2 separate regions of the Mus musculus genome follow, and region 1 is linked to region 2. The links are chromatin contacts, called in public HiChIP or PLAC-seq maps. All regions are on one chromosome and are shown on one strand. The core of a region is the stretch at or near the end of the contact, and the rest is flanking DNA. Distances in the headings are between cores, read along the strand shown. Region 1 has its middle 41 kb from the start of D130040H23Rik. Region 2 holds the start of Zfp930 (zinc finger protein 930).

Evidence for each region. HiChIP or PLAC-seq counts read pairs in DNA pulled down with a chosen protein or histone mark.
Region 1: a contact with region 2 is called in an H3K27ac HiChIP or PLAC-seq map of embryonic stem cells, with 6 read pairs. The contact joins the enhancer-like site here to the promoter of Zfp930 in region 2. A contact is called at or near these places in 2 of 484 Hi-C or Micro-C datasets (embryonic stem cells and myeloid progenitors), 2 of 115 datasets of contacts at active chromatin or transcription factors (both in embryonic stem cells) and 1 of 9 other capture datasets (adipose tissue).

Annotation. Positions count from the first base shown.
Region 1 is chr8:69,308,300-69,315,881 of GRCm38.p6, forward strand. No RefSeq gene overlaps it. Among named protein-coding and RNA genes, the nearest start is that of D130040H23Rik, 41 kb to the left of the region's middle. Within about 2 kb of position 2,837, at least 3 of the 459 cell types and tissues checked have an H3K27ac peak or open chromatin away from gene starts, as enhancers often do. A contact at or near this core is called in embryonic stem cells, where this site is marked.
Region 2 is chr8:69,207,744-69,215,191 of GRCm38.p6, forward strand. It overlaps Zfp930 (zinc finger protein 930), which reads left to right and starts at 1,303. Exons shown (of 4, transcript NM_001013379.2): 1 at 1,303-1,416. The coding sequence starts at 1,414. Gm39188 (a long non-coding RNA gene) reads right to left here and starts at 1,254. Exons shown (of 2, transcript XR_870488.3): 1 at 1,116-1,254.

The DNA of each region.
Region 1 (7,582 bases), core at 1,587-4,086, 100 kb after region 2:
TTTGGTAAGTGGTATCGTATAGAAAATTTTCTATTTCATCCAGGTTTTCCAGTTGTGTTAAGTATAGGCTTTTGTAGTAGGATCTGATGACTTTTTTAGATTTCTTCAGATTCTGTTGTTATGTCTCCCTTTCTATTTCTGATTTTGTTAATTAGTACATTGTCCTTGTGCCCTCTAGTTAGTTTGGCTAAGGATTTATCTATTTTGTTGATTTTCTCAAAGAACCAGCTCCTGGTTTGGTTAATTCTTTGTATTGTTCTTTTTTTTTTTTCTATTTGGTTGATTTCATCCCTGAATTTGATTATTTCCTGCCATCTACTCCTCTTGGGTAAAATTGCTTACTTTTGTTCTAGGGCTTTTAGGTGTGCTGTCAAGCTGCTCATGTATGCTCTCTCCAGATTGTTTTTGGAGGCACTCAGAGCTATGAGGTTTCCTCTTAGGACTGCTTTCATTGTGTCCCATAAGTTTGGATATGTTGTGGCTTCATTTTCATAAAAGTCTAAAAAATCTTTAATGTCTTTATTTCTTCCATTACCAAGTTATTGAGTAGAGTGTTGTTAACTTTCCATATGTATATGTGCTTTCTATTATTTATGTTGTTATTGAAGATCAGCCTAAGTCCATGGTGATCTGATAGGATGCATGGTATTATTTCAATATTTTTGTATCTGTTAAGGCCTGTTTTGTGAACAATTATATGGTCAATTTTGGAGAAGATACCATGAGGTGCTGAGAAAAGGGTATATCCTTTTGTTTTAGGATAAAATGTTCTGTAGATATTAATTAAATCCATTTGTTTCATAACTTATGTTAGTTTCACTGTGTCTCTGTTTAGTTTCTGTTTCCCAGATCTGTCCATTGATGAGAGTGGTATGTTCAAGTCTCCCACTATTATTGTTTGTGATGCAATGTGTGTTTTGAGCTTTACTAAAGTTCCTTTCATGAATGCGAATGCCCTTGCATTTGGAGCATAGATATTCAGAATCGAGAGTTCACCTTGGTAAATTTTACCTTTTATGAGTATGAAGTGTCCCTCCTTACCTTTTTGTGGATATCTTTAGTATGAATGTCGATTTTATTTGATATTAGAATGGCTACTCCAGCTTGTTTCTTGGGACTCTTTGCTTGGAAAATTGTTTTCCAGCCTTTTACTCTGAGGTAGTGTCTGTCTTTGTCACTGAGCTGGGTTTTCTGTATGCAGCAAAATGTTTATGTAACCAGTCTGTTAGTCTATTTTTTTAATTGGGGAATTTAGTTCATTGATATTAAGAGATATTAAGGAAAAGTAATTGTTGCTTCCTGATATTTTTGTAGTTAGAGTTGGAATTTTTGTTCATGTGACTCTCTTTCTTTAGGTTTGCTGAAGGATTACTTTCTTGCTTTTTCTAGGGCATAGTTTCCCTCCTTGTGTTGTACTTTTCCCTTTATTATTATTTGAAGGGCTGGATTTGTGGAAAGATATTGTGCATTTTTTTTGTCATGGATTATCTTGGTTTCTCCATCTATGGTAATTGAGAATTTTGATGGGAACAGTAACCTGGGCTGGCATTTGTTCTGTCTTAGGGTCTGTATGACATCTGCCCAGGATCCTTCTGGCTTTCATAGTCTCTGGGGAGAAGTCTGGTGTACTTCTGATAGGTGTGCCTTTATTTGCCCTTTTTCCCTTTTTACTTGATCTTTTTCCCTTAATGCTTTTAATATTCTTTCTTTGTTTTGTGCATTTGGTGTTTTGATTATTATATGACTGGAGGAATTTCTTTTCTGGTCCAAACTATTTGAAGTTTTTTAGACGACTTCTTGTATGTTCATGGACATCTCTTTCTTTAGGTTGGGTAAGTTTTCTTCTACAATTTTGTTGAAGATATTTACTGGCCCTTTACGTTGGAAATCTTCCTTCTCGTTTATACCTATTATCCTTAAGTTTGGTCTTCTCATTGTGTCCTGGATTTCCTGGATGTTTTGGGTTAGTATCTTTTTGCATTTCCCATTTTCTTTGACTGTTGTGTCAATGTTTTCTATGGTATCTTCTGCACATGAGATTCTCTCTTCTATCTGTTGTATTCTGTTTATTATGTTTGCATCTATGGCTTCTGACTTCTTTCCTAGATTTTTCTATTTCCAGAGTTTTCTCCCTTTGTGATTTCTTTATTGTTTTTACTTCCATTTTTAGATCCCAGATGGTTTTGTTCAATTCCTTCACCTGTTTGGATATGTTGTCCTGTATTTCTTTAAGAGAGTTATTTATGTCCTTCTTATAGTCCTCCATCATCATCATAAGAAGTGACTTTAGATCCATATCTTGCTTTTCTGATGTGATGGTGTATTTAGGACTTGCCATGGTGGGAGAATTGGGTTCTGATGATGCCAAGTAACCTTGGTTTCTGTTGCTTCTGTTCTTATGCTTCCCTCCCCACCATCTGATTATCTCAACTGCTCCCTGCCCTCAATATATCTGATTGGAACCTGTCCTTCCTGTAACCCCAGTTGAGTCAGAACGTCTCAGAGTCCAGCTTTCTTTATGATCCTGTGATTCTGGGATCCTGTGATGCTGAGATTCTGGGTGTATCAGAATTCTTGGCAGCCATGCTTCCTCTGAGACCTGAGATCCTGGTGTGACCAAGCTCCTGGGAACCTGGGATCCTAAGATCCGGGGCGTGTTAGAGCTCCTGGAAGTGGTACCTCCTCTGGGGACCATGGGGCTGTCTGCTGAGTTCGAAACCAAGGTAGACCAGCACCAACTGGAAGGAACCTGAGCCACTGGTCGGGTGGGGTTCCTGTGTCCATGCTCCAGTTGGCCCTAGGCACTACCGGTTCTGTTGAAACAGATGTTGTGTTCCACTCACCAGCAGTGATCCTAAGTTCCTGGGCTTGCCAGGGTGCCTGTGGGGTGGAGAGTCCTTTGGAGACCGTGGGACTGTCCCCTGACTTCAGGCCAAAGGTGGCCCGGCCCCCTCATCATTTGTAATTCCAAAATAAAAGTCAGGGAGGTCAAAGAACAATCATTCACTGGTCTCTTTTCCTTCTGACCAGCCTGAAAGGAGTTGCAGGACAGTCTTTCAAGCCCTAGGCAACAGAGGCCGATTTCGGTGTTCAATGCAATTTGCAATTGCATAGTGTGAGGTAAGCCTGGTCTACAGGAGGCATTGCTCTAAACAGAAAAAAGAAACAAATAGCACTTGAGAAAAATGGAATAAAATTATTAATGACCAGAAAACATTGGAAAGTAGAAACAAATAGAGATTATAGAAGTGATGCATTTAATGATCATTATTTTAAAAGTGATACAAATAATTTACCTTTTAAAAAGGTAAAACTAACTGGAAAAGGCTTGGAAAAAGAAGAGGCCCTTCCTAGGAGAGAAAATGCCATCAATAAGATACTGATTGACCTCATAGAATGAGTTTGGCAATGAACCTTCTTTTTCTATCTTGTGGAATAATTTGATGAATATTAGAATTAGTTCTTCTTTAAAGCTCTGACAGAATTCTGTGCTAAAATCATCAGGTACTGGGCCTTTTTTGGCAAAAGACTTTTAATGATAGCTTCTATTTCCTTATGTATGGGTCTGATTAAATTGTTTGCCCGAAGGCTTATATGTTTAAAACCTACTTTTAATAAGAGTGTTTAAATGCTGCAGCTTACTTTCTAGCCTGTCACCCAAAGGTAGGGGGGAAAAGATGTTAAATAGGACAAGGGGATGTGGACCTATTTAGAAGCAGGGTTTTTTGTTTGTTTGTTTGTTTTTTGTTTTTTTGAGGTGATTTAAATCTCCCGTTGTCAGGATACCAGCAGTCCTGTCAGTAGTGTCCCGATACCAAAAACAAATCAGTAGCAGTGGCAGGATCCAGCGGAAATAGCCAGGACTCCAACCAATCAGCATGAGTCAGCTATGTTGATCAGAATCAGCTGGAAGCCAGAACTTTTCTGCCAAGCTTCTCTCAACAAAGAGAACATCAGTGAAGATGGGAGACCAACAGAATATTGCAAAGCTAGCTATGCAATTATGCCATCACTGTCCCTAGAGTCCTATTTATATTCTAACCAAACATCACTTTTCCTCCTATGGGTCTTGCCTCAATAAAAGACCACATAGTCTGCCTCACATGACATATCTGCAAACTTTCACTTCATTTACCTGATCATGATTTTGCTTTGGTAAGTGATATCTATCGAGAAAGTTATTCACTTCATTTACATTTCCCAGTTCTGTACATTGTAGGTTTTGGAAGTATGCCCTAATGATGCTTTGGATTTCCTCAGTGTCTATCATTATGTCCCCATTTTCATTTATGATTTTAGTAGTTTGGATATTGTCTCTCTGACTTTCAGTTGGTTTGACTAAAGGTTTCTCTACCTTGATGATTTCCTCAAAGAACTACCTCTTGGTTTCATTGATTCTTTTTATTGTTTTTTGTTTTTAATGTATTGACTTCAGCCCTGAGCTTAATTATTTCCTGCTCTCTATTCCTACTGGGTGTACTTATTCTTTTTTTTGTTTTCCAGAGCTTTCAGGTGTGTTATTAAATTGCTAGTATGGGATCTCTCCAAATTCTTTATAAAGCCACATAGTGCTACAAACTTTCCTCTTAGCTGGGCTTTCATTGTCAGTGAATTCTAGAAAGTCAATTTCTTTCTTCTTCCTTAGTCCAGTGGTCAAGGAACACACAGGTTTTTCTGTTTCCACAACTGTGTAGGCTTTCTGTCATTTCTGTTGTTGAAGTCCAGCTTTATTCAATGGTGGTCTGAAAACATACAAAGGGTATTTCAATTTTCTTGTATGTGCCAAGACTGGCTTTGTGGCCAGGTATATTATTAATTTTGGAGAAGACTGCATGAGCTGTAAAGAAGAAGGAATATTATTGACTTTGGAAGAAATGTTTTGTAGATATCTATTACGTCCATTTGATTCATAATATCTCTTAGTTTCATTATTTCTCTGTTGAGTCTCTCTGTTTAGTGTCTCTAGATGACTTGTCCATTGGTGAGAGTGGGATATTGAACTCTCCCACTGTTATAGTGTATGGATGTGTGTGTGTGCATGCACACACATGCGATATGTGTGCTTTTGGTGAGGTGAAATTAGTTTTTTCCTGTGTTTTCTTAGGTTTTTTTAAACGCCGTTGTGCTTTAGTTTTACTTGAAGTATCCTCTGTAGGGCTGGATTTGTGGAAAGACATTGTTTAAATTTGATTTTCTAATTGAAAATCTTATTTTACCCATCTCCGGTGATTTAAAAGCTAATACCAATTCTCCTCAAATTATTCGACAATATATAAACAATGAAAATATGGAGACGCATGGATGGGGGTGGGGGGACCTCGAGTAAGTCCTAGAGACCTGAGATATGAGAAGCTCCCAGGACTCAATGAGAGTGACATTAGCCAAAATGCCCAGTAGCGGAAAGATATAACTTGATCAGTCCACATCCAGAGGTCAGACAAGGTAGGTTGGAGGTATGGGCACACCAACCTACCTTCAAAATTTTTGGTTCTTGTCTAACAGAAATGCAAGGATAAAAATGGAGCAGATCTTGAAGGAATAGCCATCCAGTGGCTGGCCCAACTTGGGACCCATCCCAGAGGCAGGCACCAAACCCTGACACTATCACTGATGCCATGTTTTACTTGCAGACAGGAGCCTAGCATGGCTGTCTTCTGAGAAGGTCTACCAGCAGCTGACTGAGACAGATGCAGATAATTACATTACAGATAATTGGACTAAGGTCAAGGACCCCTATTGAAGAGTTAGGAGAAAGATCAAAGGAACTGAAGGGGATGAAAGGAGCTACCCCACATGAAGACCAACAGCAGTGTCAACTAACCTGGACCCCTGAATACTCCCAGAAACAACAACCAAAGAACATACATGGGCTTATTCAAGGCCTGTGGCACATATCTAGCAGAGAACTGATTGCCTTGAGTATCCCCAGAGGGAGAGGATGTGCCCAGTTCTGTAGAGACTATATACCAGGTAGATACCTGGGGAGGTCACCCTCTCAGAGGTAAAATGGAGGGAAGACAGAGTGGGGAATTCTGGGAGGGGGTAATGGGAGATGGGGCAATATTTGGGATGAAAATAAATATGTGATAAAAAAAAAAACAGAACAAACACTGCCAAATTCATTCTAGGAGGCCACAGTTACCCTAATAACTTAATGGTGAGGTTTGGTCTGTTGCTATGTATTGTAATGCTAAATTCTCTATCACAAGGTCTAATTGCCTTAAGGCAATGCAACCCTCTGGTATACTAATTTTTGTTGTACAAATCTTGCCCTGTAAGTTATCTTGTTAATAAAGATGCCTTCAGGCTCTAGTTGGACAGAAAAGAGTTAGGTGGGGCTTTGGTTCCTGGGATTGAGGCCTGAGGCAGAGTCCATGAAGGAGAGAGAAAAGAAGAAGGAATGAGGCATGCTAGGGTGCGTGAATTGTGAGCACATGGTCATGTGGGCTGCTACATGGAGTAGGAGCAGCCCAGGGAAAACATGGCAAGTGATATCTCAGGATTATTGACAGGAAAATAGACAAAGTAACAAAGAGGGTTGATATCTGCCTAGCTCTAGTGCTTTAAGGCTTATTATAAATAGAAAGGTTTTGTGTCTTTTATATGGGAACTAAATGACCTAAGGTGGAGTCAAAACCTCCAAATAATTTTACTACAACAGCTAAACCACAAAATGGCACAACAAAGAAAGAGAATTTCAGACCAATCCCCCTATGAACATTCACATAAAAATAATAAAATATTTGCACACTAAATCTAAGAACACATCAAAAACATCATCCATCATAATCAAGTAAACTTCATTACACAAATGGAGGGATGGGTCAACATGAAAATCTACCATTTAATGCAACATATAAACAAAATGAATTTAAATAAAACCACACATTATTATCTCATTAGATTCTGAAAAAACCCTTTGAAAAAAAATCCAATACCCTTTCATGATAAAAAGTCTTGGAGAGATCACAAGGCACACATCTAAACACAAGAAAGGCAATATACAGCAAGCCAATAGCTAACCTCAAACTAAATGGAAACAAACTTAAAGCAATCCCACTAAATCGGGGACAAGGCAAGGCTGCCCACTCTCTCTCTGTCTATTCAATATAGTACTTGAAGTTTGGCTAGAGCAATAAGAAAACTAAAAGAGATCAAAGGGATAAAAATTGGAAAGCAATAAGTCAAAACATCTTTATTTGCAGATGATATGATAGTATACACAAGGGACCCCCAAAATTTACCAGGGAACTCCAACAACTGATAAACACCACCAGCAAAGTGGCTAAAAACAAAATTAACTAAAAAAAAATTAGTAGCCTTATTTATACAAATAATCAATAGTCTGAAGAAGAAATTATGGAAAAAACACATTTTACAATAGACACAAATAACATAAAATATCTTGGTATAACTCTAACCAATAGAGTGAAAGACCTGTATAGCAAGAACTTCAAGTCATTGAAGAAAGAAATTGAAGAATGTGTCAGAAGATGGAAAATCTCCCATACTCTTGGACTGGTAGGATTAACATGGTAAAAATGGGCACCACACCAAAAGCAATGGACAGATTCAGTGCAAT
Region 2 (7,448 bases), core at 53-2,552:
ACCACCAAATCAGGCAGAACTCTACGCGAATGTGTCCAGGCTCTCTAAAGAAAACCCCCATGCTTCCTGTCTTTTATTTTTGTTAAATGATTTCCCTGCTTTCTGCTGGTAAGAAATATTTCCAAGTTTTTCTGTCTTGTCTGTTATGATGGCTATTCTTGGTAGACAAACTGACTACAAATTAACTAAGACCCAAAAAGTTGCATATACCTGTGAGAGATTTTTCTTAATTAAAACTTATGAAGTGGGAAGACGCTTCTGGGTCTTTTGAGGCGATAAGATCCACCTTTAATCTGGGCCACACCTTCTGGTGACAGTCCACATAAATAGAGAAGAAAGAAGCTCTCTCTCTCTCTCTTTCTCTCTCTCTCTCTCTCTGCCCTATCTTTGGTTAGCAAGTTCATTCCTTTAGAGCCTCCTTCTTTGAAAATGTGGTATACAGTGAAGCCCAGCTTAGACACGCAGCCTCATGGACTGAACTACTGGATTCTTCCAATTTTAGTTGCTAGACAGCACTTGTTGGTCTAGCTGGACCACAGCCTGCGAGCCGTTTTAATAAATCCCCTTTCTACATACAGAGAGGGAAAGAGACGCTCATTTTTATCATTTCTGTTCATCTAGAGAACCTTGACTAATACAGCTGCGTTTTCTCACCTTAACTCAGAAAAATGTTAGGAATAGTGTTCATAAACAACATTCTTCCTCGAACCATTTCTTTCTAATTATTCAAGTTACCGTGGAGACTACACTTATCATTAGTGTTAATTTGTCAAGAGATAGACCTGAATTTCAGGAAGAAAACTCCTATAGGGATGGATCCACCATCCAGCCTTCTTGTGGGAGAAACACATTTCATTGTGTTTGTGATGTGGTTCCAGGTTTTCTCTCAGGATTGTCCAGTGTACCTTTGCCAGCCAGGTAGAACGTAGCTGTAGCTCACCTGACCTCACCGTGAACCCACAGAACAAACATTTGTTTTCTAAAATCTCCTTAATTATTAATATCGTGGGCACCCTTCCACTTGTGGGACAGGAGAAACACTCCACTCCACATTTTGTAATGTGCTATTTAAACTAGCTACCTTGTGTCAAGGAGGAAAAGGGGAAAGTGCCTACCACGCAAGGAAAGATAGAAGTGAAGCTACCTCAGGTCAAGAGCAAGGACTCCTGAAATGCAAATATCTGCAACAGGAAATACTGTTCTGTGCTGTTCCTTAAACTCCAACGCCAAAGGAGGGACTCTTGTCACTCAGGCCTCATCAGCCAATGAGAACCTGCAGTCGGAGCGTCATCGGGGAGGCGGGCTCTTCCGGGCGCCAGGCTCCAGGCTCCGTTCCGAAGCTGGGAAAATGCAAGCGGTTCTTTGCGTGTAACAGGATCTGTGAGGGGTGCACGCGAGCTTGGAAGCCACGCTATGGTGAGCAAGGGACCGCAGTCTTGGGAGAAGTGGGCTGCTGAGCCTCGGCATCCCTTTTGGTAGGCTACCCTTGGACTGGATGGAAGCTAGTGGGCCAGATGTGGAGTTGTATGAAGTCCCATGCGGTCTCTGTAGTTCCCTGTACCAAAGTGGTGACCTCTGAAGAACTTCACCCTGTGGGCAGCGTCTGTGTAGAGCTTTGGGGACATGGTGTGTGCGTAGAAACATCTTTGTAGCCAACATCACCGTGCTTCTTGTGCATCAGAGGACGGCAGGTTGCCGTTTTAGTTTAGCTAGCATCTCTAGAATTTCTGTTCTTCGGATTTCACATTTGGAGTTAATTTTGTGGGTATTGTGCATGGAATCTTATGTGTTGGTAGCACTCCACTATTTTGCTGAGATGATAATGCAAAGGATTTACCAATGCTTCGGAGAGAATAAGTCACACAGAGTAGAGTTTAGCTAAAGGTGGGCTGCCTCTGAAACACCCAAAGATATAGTGTATTAATGAGGTCTGTAAGAGATGAAGTGCTAGATACGCATGTTTGTTCACCAGGATTGTCTAGACATTTGGCTCCAACCATAAGGAAGGAGACAACCCTGATCTTAAACAGCCGCTAGACCGATGCCCTTAAGAAGTGGCAGGAGACCAAGAAGCTGCTCAAAGGAGCAGGTAGGGTCATGTAACCAACATTAAGGCCTGGTGTGCCATAAAAGTCCTGTTTTCTTCTTAGGCAGTGGCTGCTTTCTATGGATCCTCTTATATAGATGCAGCCAGTTGTCCTTTTGTTAGCAAGCCAGACAGCAGTATGGTCTTCACTGTAGCAGCATCAAGATCTCGGCCTGCCTGCTGTGGGCCTCTGCGTTTATTAGTTATAAGGAGCCGTCACATCATTACTACATTATCTGCTACACACAGCGCTGACCTGAGCTGGAGAGCTGACCTGAGCTAGCTGCTCCTCAGCTTAACACCCAGCTCAGTCCTCTTCTAACTTCTTAGTGTGCTCTCTATGATTTCCCACCCCAGCTTTTATCTTTTCTCCTTTATACTTTTATAATCTTTCTCAGTCTGGCATATTCACCTAGGGACCCTGACACTGAAGAATGGTCTACTGTTCCAGGATACTGGTGTACTTAAGAAATAGTCCTGGGAATACTTTGTTGTGTAAGCCTCTCTTCTGCCTAAGTAACCACTTAGCAACTTAAAATTGGACTCTCCTGTCTCTATGTGAATTGTTCAGCGTGTAACCTGGGGCCTGACGCAGCATATGTAGGATGGAAAATGTGTCCTAGGCTGGCTCCTCTTTGAGCACCAGCCAGTGCTGTATGCATGCTATTCTTCAAGAATTTTTCTTCATTAATACCTTACGTTCATCAAGTTATTTCTCTCTGGGCAGACACATTAATTCTAGAACACCTGTACCTCCTGCAGAAAAATGTTTCTGAGGCTCTGTCTGTTACATTGTTTCAGGTAGCCTTGACCCTAGATACAGACAAGTCTATATGTCCACAGGGTATATATCTTGCTGTCCACTTGACTAAAATTAAAATTCTAAAATTCTTAAATTAAGGGGTTATACCATCATAGAGTTTTAAAATGACCAATTTGAGTCACTTAGACCACAAGAATCATTTAAGCAGTAGTAAAAGGATTTGTGTGTGGAGCATGGTCTCTACTTTCAGACCAAAATAGGAGCAACAGTTTATTGTATACAGTGCAGGGGGAAATGGGGAAGGCAATAGCTAGATCACAGACTGAAGTTTAAGGCAGTCAGCTCCAGTAGTCCCATTATGAAGAAGGTCCTGATTGAAGTAGGAGGGTGGTTTTGTAATTTTTCGACATGTATTGATTCATGCCATGTGAACGAAGACAGATCAGATTGGTGGGTGTACAATTTGGGGAGGTTACCTTGAGCCAGTTGATATCGAATTTCCAGCTAAGGAACTCTCCTATGCAGATATGTGCAATCCTGGTTGAAATAGTTAAGCCAGCTCAGAGGTTTGAGATATAGGCCCTCACTGCCTGTAGCTGAGTGTGTCAGGTTACAGACCCCAGCAGCTAATATTGTGTACAGGAGCAAGGTCAATTATTAATTCTCCCTGCCCCTCCCTCAGATCCATAACTTTATTTGCTTTTAAAAAGAAAATTAAAGCAGTTCCCGACACTTGCTAGTGGTCTTTGTGTCTACACAGCCTGTGATTTGTGAAATAGAATAGAAAAAAAAAGTTAAAATATATTAGAGCTTTGAGAGGGCCCTAGATCATTTAATGTCTCATTCTGTATATGAGAAAATTGGAACTCAGAGAAGTTCTGGGACTTTACTAAGACAATATCCACTTCTTCATCACAGAATTGCTTAGTGTTGAGTTTGCTACCCCACCTTAACTCTGGGAACCTGTGTGCTACCAGCCCCCACCCAGAGAATATTGGCTCTTCGGATGAAAAACCCAGGCACACACACTGCTCAATTTCAACTTGCCTTGTCAGTTGCTGGGCATCATTTATCTTCTGAGGCAAGCGTGCCCTCCCCAGTACTCTTGTCCCACCACCCTAAATCTGTCCTCAACTTTAGTTGCTCGGTTACTTAGCTCAATGGCTGCTAGCATCTTTATTGATGGGTCAAGAACCAATTAGGCAATAGGACCTTAGCATCAGAACCTTCTCTATAGCTTAGTGTTTTTTAATTTCTCTAATTAAAGAAGCAGTTATCCATTGAAACAATGAAATCTACAGAGAGAAATGCCTCAGACATTCCAGGTTCTCTGCCCCTGCTTCTTTTTTTTTTTTTTTTTTCCCGAGACAGGGTTTCTCTGTGTAGCCCTGGCTGTCCTGGAACTCACTCTATAGACCAGGCTGGCCTCGAACTCAGAAATTCGCCTGCCTCTACCTCCCAAGTGCTGGGACTAAAGGCGTGCGCCACCACGCCCGGCTCTGCCCCTGCTTCTTAATCCATAAAGGCCCAGGGATATTGCTTTGTTCATCTATCTATCTATCTATCTATCTATCTATCTATCTATCTATCTATCTATCTATCTATTATTTAATTTATGTTTAATTTTCATTAATTACTTTACTTCCCCATCAGAGCTTCCACTCCCTTCTCTCCTTCTAGTCCCTCCCTCTCACCTTTCCTTCTTCTATGCACCTCTTTCTTACTCTTCAGAGAAGGGGACACCGCCCATGGATATCAACCCATCTTGGCATATCAAGTTGTAGTAGGATTGGACATCTAAAGGCAGGCAACAGAGTCAGACACAGCCCCTGCTCCTGCTGTTAGCGGTCACACATGAGCACCAAGCTGTATATCTCTTATAAATGTGTAGGGGGACTATGTCTATCCCATCATGTTTGCTGGGTGGTGGTTCAGTCTCTGTGATCCCCTATGTGCCCAGCTTAGTTGATCCTGTAGGTTTTCATGTGGTGTTCTTGAACTCTCCGGCTCTTTCCTTCCTCCCTCTCTTCCACAAGATTTCCCCAAGCTCTACCTAATGTTTGGCTTTGGGTCTCAGCGTCTGTTTTCATCATCTGGTAGGTGAAGCCACTCAGATGATTTTTATGTTAGCCTCCCTTCTGCAAGTATAGCAGAATAATATTAATAGGGTCAAGGGTGGGCTCTCTCATGGTATGGGACTCAAGTTGGGACAGTCATTGGTTGTCCATTCCCTCACTTTCTGCTCCCTCTTTTATCTCTGCACTTGTTTTGGCAAGAAAAAAGTGTGGGTCAGTGGTTTTTGGCAAGGTTGGTATCCCCATCCCTCTGTTGGAAGTCTTGCCTGGTTACAGGAGTGGACCATTTCATGTTCCATATTCCCTCTCGCTAGGAGTCTTAGCTGTGGTTACCCTCATAGATTCCTGGGAGTTTCCATTGTCCTGGATTTCTAGCTTGTCACAGAGATATTCCCCCCACCTTCTTCCAGTTCTTTTTCCCAGTCCTCTCTCCCAGTTCTCTCTCCAGCTATTCTCTCTACACTGGGACACTCCTGTTCTTCCCTCCACCCACTCTCCCACCCACTTCTCTTCTTCCATCCGCCTCAGAGGTCTGTTTTATTTCCCTTTCTCAGCAACACTCAAGCGTTCTCCCTTGAGCTCTGTTTGTTACTTTGCTTCTTTGGGTCTATGGGTTGTAGCATGGTTAGTCTTTACTTTATGGATATTTATAGGTCACTACACACCATGTTTGTTTTTCTAGTCTTGGTTACCTCACTCAGGTTGATCTTTTTTAGTTCCATTCCTTTACCTGCAAATTTTATGATGTCATTGTTTTTAATAGCTGAGTAGTAGTCCATTGTGTAAATTGTACCATATTTTCTTTATCCATTTTTCAATGAGGGACATGTGGGTTGTTTCTAATTTCACAGTATTATATATAGATCTTCTAGGAAAATAGGTGAGCAGGTGTCCTTGTTGTATGGTGGAGCACCTTTTGGCTATATGCCCAGGAGTGGTATAGCTGGGTCTTAGGGTAGAAATCCCCCCCCTCTGCCCCCCTTTTTTTTTGAGAACCCTGTGGAGGTTTGAATATGCTTGGCCTGTGTGAAATAGGACTATTAGTTGGTGAGATTTTGTTGGAATATGTGTATCCTTGGAGAAAGTTTCTCTCTGTGTATGGGCTTTGAGGGCCCCTAGTGCTCAAGCTATGCCCAGTGCAGAAGAGACCTTACTCCTGGCTGGCTGTGGAAGATAGTCTTTTCCTGTCTGCCTTTGTATCAAACTGTAGAACTTGGAGCTCTTTCTCCAACACCACCATGTCTGCATTCATGCTACCATGCTTCCGGATGTGATGCTAATGGACTGAACCTCAGAAACTGTAAGCCAGCCAAATGAAATGTTTCCTATATAAGTGTTCCTTATATAGGAAACTTAGGTATGTTTCCTATATAAATGTTGTCTCTTAACAGCAATAAAACCCTAACTAAAGCTGGGCAGTGGTGGCGCATGCCTTTAATCCCAGCACTTGGGAGTCAGAGGCAGACGGATTTCTGAGTTCAAGGCCAGCCTGGTCTACAGAGTGAGTTCCAGGACAGCCAGGGGTACACAGAGAAACTCTGTCTCGAAAAACCAAAAACCAAACCAAACCAAACCAAACCAAACCAAAAACCCTGACTAAGGCAACACCAAATTGATTTCCAAAGTGATTGTACAAGTTTGCACTCCCACAAGCAATGGAAGGGTTCCCATTGCTCCACATCATTGACAGTATGTTCTGTGACTTGAGATTTTCATCTTAGCTATTCTGATGGGTACAAGATGAAATCCTAGAGTGGTTTTGATTTTCATTTCCCTGATGACTAAGGATGCTGAAGATTTTTCTTATAATGCCTCTCAGCCATTAAAGATTTTTCTGTTGAGAATTTTCTTTTTAGCTCTGCACCCCATTTTAAATTTGGTTGTTTGGTTTGTTGGTATCTAATTTTTTTTTTTAAAGATTTATTTATTTATTATATGTAAGTACACTGTAGCTGTCTTCACACACTCCATAAGAGGGCGTCAGATCTTGTTACAGATGGTTGTGAGCCACCATGTGGTTGCTGGGATTTGAACTCTGGACCTTCGGAAGAACAGTCGGGTGCTCTTACCCACTGAGCCATCTCACCAGCCCGGTGTCTAATTTCTTGAGTTGTTTGTATAGTTTGGATATTAGCCCTCTGTGGAGTGTAGGGTTGGTAAAGATCTTTTCCCATGTTGTAGACTACTGTTTTGTTCTTTGACAGTATCCTTTGCCTTATAGAAGCTTTTCAGTTTCATGAGGCCCCACTTATTAATTGTTGATCTTTGCGCCTGAGCTGTTGATGTTTTGTTCAGGAAGTTGTCTCCTATGACAATGCATTCAAAGCTGTTCTCCACTTTCTCTTCTATCAGATTTAGTATATCCTGTTTTATGTTGAGGCTTTTGATCCACTTGGATTTGTGCAGGGTACTATATATGGATCTATTTGCAGTCTTCTATATTCAGATAATCTAGTTAGACCAGCACCATTTGTTGAAGATGCTTTCTTTGGTCCATGGTATAGTTTGGGGTTCTTTGTACAAA